Regions from separate parts of the Mus musculus genome. Here region 1 is linked to region 2. The links are chromatin contacts, called in public capture Hi-C maps. All regions are on one chromosome and are shown on one strand. The core of a region is the stretch at or near the end of the contact, and the rest is flanking DNA. Distances in the headings are between cores, read along the strand shown.

The links. Capture Hi-C pulls out chosen DNA fragments and counts their contacts.
Region 1: a contact with region 2 is called in a capture Hi-C map of bone marrow-derived macrophages, with 8 times the contacts expected there. The contact joins two enhancer-like sites. A contact is called at or near these places in 3 of 484 Hi-C or Micro-C datasets (the Ba/F3 cell line, CD4 T cells and bone marrow-derived dendritic cells), 2 of 115 datasets of contacts at active chromatin or transcription factors (bone marrow-derived macrophages and embryonic stem cells) and 1 of 9 other capture datasets (bone marrow-derived macrophages).

What each region holds. Positions count from the first base shown.
Region 1 is chr15:6,063,339-6,066,791 of GRCm38.p6, forward strand. No RefSeq gene overlaps it. Among named protein-coding and RNA genes, the nearest start is that of Gm41259, 20 kb to the left of the region's middle. Within about 2 kb of position 1,968, at least 1 of the 459 cell types and tissues checked has an H3K27ac peak or open chromatin away from gene starts, as enhancers often do. A contact at or near this core is called in bone marrow-derived macrophages, where this site is marked.
Region 2 is chr15:5,515,691-5,518,797 of GRCm38.p6, forward strand. The region is part of intron 1 of 5430437J10Rik (RIKEN cDNA 5430437J10 gene); the gene reads left to right. Among named protein-coding and RNA genes, the nearest start is that of 5430437J10Rik, 21 kb to the left of the region's middle. Within about 2 kb of position 1,716, at least 91 of the 459 cell types and tissues checked have an H3K27ac peak or open chromatin away from gene starts, as enhancers often do. A contact at or near this core is called in bone marrow-derived macrophages, where this site is marked.

The DNA of each region.
Region 1 (3,453 bases), core at 718-3,217, 550 kb after region 2:
GTGGAAGGAGATGTGATGGCAGGGTCCTAGAGGGAGTTGACAGGGCTAGGGATGGTTATGATCAGGATACACTGTATGAATATATGAATATATAAATTAATCAAAATGAAGAGTTAAAAGAAAAAAGAAATTTTGTTTTCTTATTTTTTCCTTGTATTTATCAATTTGTCCATTGGAGCCAATATTTGTCAATTTTTCAGATTGCTAAGTGGGTACCAAGTCTAACTATATGAAATAACAGTAATAATCCAGAAAATGATAGGGCTATGATTGACCATGCGACCCAGCCACTCTGATACTATTTTACAAACAGCATAAAAGGCTCTCAGAGAGACATAGCATTCAGAAAACTTGTTAGCGGTAGAATGTCTCAACTGCCAATACCTCTATGTAAATGTAGACTGGTTTACTCTGATACTGTGTCATCATTTCCCAGAAAATGTCCTGAACTTGGAAGATAGGAAGGCAAGTAACAGTTCTTAAAACATGATTTATTTGAAAGGATTAAAATCTGGAGAGGCCTGAGGTATATAAGAAATAGAAAAGAAGACCTATAGGGAGCCGCAAAGTAAATCATACACTGGTACCAATTAATACAGACAGGAGAGACATTTAGAGAAAGAGAGTGATTTTTCCATTGAGTCATGTACCAAAGCGTCCATTAAATCACATCCCAGCTACCTAAGGCCTCCAGCTATGAGAGAATGCAACGGCATCGGCTCCTATCTTGAGTCATGAAGATGAGTAGAAAAGCACAGCAGGCCAGAGGGAGGAATGATGAATAGTGAGAAGGAATTAACACAGTCGTCCTCTGTGGAGTGATTCAACTTCTGTTCTCTAGGTAGAAAGAATACATCATGTTGAATTCTCCAAGAGAGGGAAATGAAAATATATAGCTGGAAATTCATGAATAATCAATTAAACAGTGATTTTCATGAGGTCTGTTTTATTGAGGCATATTAAGACATAGTTCCAAAGTCACTAACTAGGATCATTGCTAAAGTGATCACTTTACATAGAAGAAAAAAGTACTTGAAAGTAATTTATCTTGCAGGCTGTTGCTGGTGCATACCTTTAATCACAACACTAGGGAGACAGAGGCAGGTTTAGCCTGGTCTACACAGTGAGTTCAAGGCTAGCCAGGGTTATGCAGAAAACCCTTATTCAAAAAATAAAGCAACACAATTATCTCAATCTAATTATTCTAATCTGAGTAGAGGGAGTGTGGCTCCAATATGTTATTCTAATCTGAGTAGAGGGAGCGTGTAGCTCCGATATGTTATTCTAATCTGAGTAGAGTGAGCGTGGCTTCCTCCAGGCTCTTATGTCAAGTATTCATATCAGACAACCCTTTCCAAGGGTAGAATTCAAACTACTCCATCTGGGCTGTCAAAATGTAGCTATCCCCACCTTCTACAGGGCTTTAAGCAAGAGAACAAACTGAGGTCTACATGCCATATGTGTGTCTACTAAGAAGATATGAATCAAACAATCTCGCTTTAAGATGCTCTACCCTCCTCTCTAGCTAACTGTACCAACAAAACTATAATTTAGAAACATTCATGAAGTTATGGATTTTATATAGCTAAAAATTAGTATAAGTATCAAAGACAGGTTCTTACTTTGTAATAATACATCCGTCATGTTTATTAGTCAGTGACTTTGAGTTATAAAACATGCATAACACAATGTATATTTATATATTAAAACTTGCTTTCATTTCCTTATTTTTTGCTCAGTAGCCCATTTTGATAAATATGTTTTCCATAATGTTTAAATATGTTTCCATTCTAATAACAGCAACAATCTAACAGTTTGAAAAATATCAGGCAAATATACTCAAAATATTACTAATTTGAATATTTTATCTAGTATACTTTTACTTTCATTAAGATGTTCCTAGTCTCTGCAGTACCGTTTTTAAAACATTGCATAATCAGAAGTGTGCTTCCACCAGAAGGCTCAGTGGTAAAGTCACTTAATAGCATAGTCCTTAACACGGCACGTGTTAGAGTTCTGAGTATGATCCTTGAACTTACCCACTGAACAGAAAACTGATTTTGTAGTTATGCAGTTTCCAACTATGTAGTTTTATCTATTAAAAATTTTGCTTTTTGTTACAAGAATCATAAAGAATGGACATTCTGTGATAGTCAATAAATGAATTAGTAATTACACATTGCTTAAAGATAATAAAGGTTTTTACTAAAATTATCTATTAATAATTATAGAAAAATCAACTTTAAATCAGTACATTTTAAATAGACATTTCGTTTAAGTTTTAAAACTTGTAATACTATCAATTTGAAAATACCAACAAACAAAAGTAACATTTCAGTCCATAGTTGATTCCTTAAATCAATACTTTGAATAGAGCTAATAATATCTACAATTGAATAGAGCTAGTAAAATCTAACAATTTTTAATTTGACTTGATAAGGCAAATAGTAAAGAATTGTATTTACCCTAGAAATCTGAGAGTAAATTGAAAAATACAGTTTTTACATATACAAAGAAAAACTTAGTTCTAATCTCACATTAAGACTTCTGAAAGAGAAGAAGGACACAACAATTCGTTATCCAACACCAAATGGTCAGCGGGAGGGAAAGCACTCATTAGGTATCGTAGAGACTGAGCAGGCTGTAGTTAGAGCATATGTATATATTTAAGTGGAAGATCCTGGTTATGTCATGTGACGCAGGCTCACCTGATGCTTCGCTAAGGCAGACTCACATGGTATTTTCCGGAGGCAAGACCCATGGGAGGACACACGATGTTTGTAGAGTATAAATAGGACTCAATGGATAGTGACAGGGTGCTTACATAGCTAGGTTGGCAACACTTCATTGGTCTTGCGTCTTTATTGATCAGTTATATCAATTTTTCAAATCCCAGTATGCCAAACAATCTGGAGAATAATTTTTAAATACTGAAAAAATACTTAAAGTAAGAAACAAGTTTCTTAGTTTTGAGGAACAAAATGTAATTATTTTACCCCCAAATGCTTTTAAAGGAGCAGTTATCCAAAGGTCAGGTATAAGGGAGACCAGAGAGACAGGGAGGAAGGGAAGAAATGCCTGTGTACCTGGGACGCAATCACTGTGTGGGTGCTCAGTCTCACTGACAAGGAATTGAAACATGGACACAGAAAGATACTCGGTTTATAATTTATCATTGTGAGAGGGAGGGGAAGTGCCCTGCCTCTCCTACTAAATGTTTTGTGGGACATAGAGAGTTGCACTTTTAACAGAGTCCAAATCAAATGATATGCTTTGGAGGACAAAACACTCCCCTTTGGAAAAGAGGAGGAACTGGGTGTGCAATGGCTTTCTTCCTTGCAGTTATTACTTAAGGGCTGCACACTGACCCCCTCCCAGAGTGACCTGGACCTGAGGCTCAATGCCAACACTACATCCTTTTGATCTAAAGAACATGGTAACCTTTGTATAATT
Region 2 (3,107 bases), core at 466-2,965:
TAAGAACATGCAATCCAAGATGATCTCACCTCAAGGCTGTCATCTTCTACGTGTGGATGGGCTATCCTCCTTTTTTTTTGCCACAAGGAGATAAAAATTATTAGCTTGCTAAAGGTGCACTTGTTAAAGTTAACTTATTGAAGAAAGCAGACACTGAAGTGATGCTAAGCATCCCAAAGCATGTCTTCTGTCCATGTCTCTCAAAGAAGATGGACTATGTCAGTGTTTTCTCCAATAGAAATAAGTTTAGAAGACTTTCTTGACTTGTGACTGTTATCTTACATGGGCATGGTATTCAACTGTCCTCCAAATGCTTAGGTTTATACTCATAGATCAGTGCTGTTCTAAGTCTAAGTTTCTTTTTGCAGCAGGCAACAGCTAGTTTAGAGATCTACAACTAGTCACACTCCAGAGAGTAAATAGTCAGAGAGTGCTTGTTCCTCAACCAGATCTCTCTATTCTACCCATGATGAGGCTCAAGGACCACTGTGGAAGGAGATGGGAGGACATATTTAAGAGCCAGAGTTTGGCATGGAGTGCTAAGAAGATTTCCTATGGGACAATAACATGACTCTGATGCTGAGCCTGATGACCTAGATTTCTTTCTACGATCCATATGGCCAGTAGGGGAGAACCAGTTCCTGTAAGTTGTTTTCTGATCTCTACATATAGTGAACGTGTTCACATGTATGCACAACCCTACACAGTAACACCTCTCCTTATATGCACACACAGAAAATAAAGCATAAAGCAGCTTTAAAAATAATATCTTCTGGACACAACACAGTGTTTGCACGTGTGAACTCACTGCAGTAGTGTTACCCACCTAAGACCTACACAAGACTGGAACCTCACTTTCCTCTAGTACCTGTTGGAGGCTCCTGAGGCTTCACCCCTCACTGAAGGACTACAGCCAGTTAATAGGTTTGGGGGGAAAGAGTTCATTTTCTGTGTCAGTATATCCACTGGTAAGTTGTCTATATTCCAGTTAATGACCCTCCACTCATACCCATTCAAGCAACTATAACTAAATCCATTGGATAAGAAAGAAATGTCATCAAAGTAGGAGGGGCCTTGTTGGAAAGAAAAAAGGTTTCAGGAGACAAAGCAAGAGATAAGAGAAAGAGAAGATAAGATGGGATGGATAAGAAATACATAAGAAGGTGTGAAAATGCCCCCCAAGTTCAGTGTGTACATATACAAAATTGGTGAAGAATAAAAAATAATCTTGGTTTGTATCACACAAAATTTGAGAGAAAATATTGGTGCTTATAATATACAAAGAGAACGTGTATCTTACATGCATGCTGTAATGTTTAAATATATCAAATGTGAAGGGAAATTCACATTGTTGCTAAAGCTGGAGATGTAGCTTTAGTGGCAGATGTTAGGCCTTGGGTTCAATCCGTCACAGAACAAAATTCAATACCCTTCTCAGGTTTCTCTATCACATCAGTATCCTTGTTTGCTAGCAAGGTCAGGAAGATAATGCCTGTATTTGACTTTGCCAAATGGAGAATTCTGGACCCTTCCTATGCTTTGGATCTACTTTGGTGACGGGTTTCATTCTCCATAGGTCTCAGCCATGACTTACCACAGTTGACACTTCTTTCCTGTGTCACATTGGGTATGTCTCTCCCCAGAGCTGATGACTGGTGGTCAAAGCTGCTCTAAGCAGAGGTCATACTGCTGTGGCTAACACCAGCAGTTAAACACACTGCCGCTGCCTGCGAGAGGCCCTTGCACTTCCTTGTTCTTTAAAAAGTCACATTATGTTGTGGGACTAGCTTGTAAAATTTTTGTGGGCAATCAGAAACCCTTGAAGTTTTCACACAGAGAAAGGAAAAGGTTTGCCCCGTGAGAAAGCCAGGGCTGGGTATTTTTGTCCTTTTCTTTCTAGTGCAAGCCGTCTGAGGGAAGATTCTTCATGGCAAAACAGTTCATCAAAACTGAGACCAGGGCTGAAGAATGGTCTGTGCTTCCTGTATTTACTGTTCGCAGTGATGTATGTGTGCGTTTTAGGAACTTTGAACGTCTAGTTGAGTCTGTACTTTTTGTGGCTTGTCTGGGCTCAAATTCACAACCTCATGAAGAGTTATTTTATTGGCTAAAAATGAACTCTGCCCCTTCACTATCAGATACTACAAATGGAGATAGCACAAGCCTTTGAAAACGCTTTATAATGTAGTTGAAAGGGAAACCACTCCATTCAACTTGTTCAGAGATCTGAAAAAAAACATGAACAGTGAGGTTTGATAGGAGGCCACATTGGCGTTTGATGTGAAATGGCTTTCTGAGAAGCATTTCCCCCTCACAACAGGACTAATTATTGTTGGGTCCCTTCTTGACACTTACTTTTTTTTTTTTTTTCCTGGTAATCAAGTTTCCTTTTCCTTAAAACACAAGCTAGAGCTCCGTGATTGGTCGACTCTCCCCACAAACTCACCGCTATGATTGTCCTCCAGTTAGGAGATTTTGGAAATCCCCCTGACATCCTTTTTTTCTTTTTTACCAAATATGTCTCTAGTTGTGTGGCTATGAAATTTTATCCCAAGGGCTGCCTGGCTCTTTCTGACTTTAGTACACACCGAAGTTCATCGTTTGTCTTAATAGCACAGTCCAGAATTCATAAAGCAGTTCCTAGTGGGACAGTGGCCACAGGTCCTCTCAAATAAGATTGCTTAACATTCTTTTAATGTGAGAAGAAAGCTCTGGAGAGTTACCATTTCTTCTCTGGCCTGTGGGTGGTGTTCAGGTGAATCAGAAGTGTGCCAGCATTGCCAGGGAGTTCGACCTAACTTTTCTCTGTCCCTCTGGGGCCTTTAAGATGATAACATCGAGTTATCGGCCTGCTTAAAGAGGTAGCTATTACTCCGAATTCCTTTGAAGTGTTGAAGAAAGAGACGACACTGCTCTTCACTGCCTTTGGCTCCTTCACACGGTGTCTACTTTCTGCTACCTTGGTACTAAAGTTAGGCCTACTCCTTCAGAAGACTGTTGCAGTCTTCCAGTGACCAAGAAATCTTGATGAAGCTATATGGTGTACCCATTGAGGAGGACATTTGTAACTTATCCAGGGACTTCTGGAAGTACAAGCATAAGAGTTA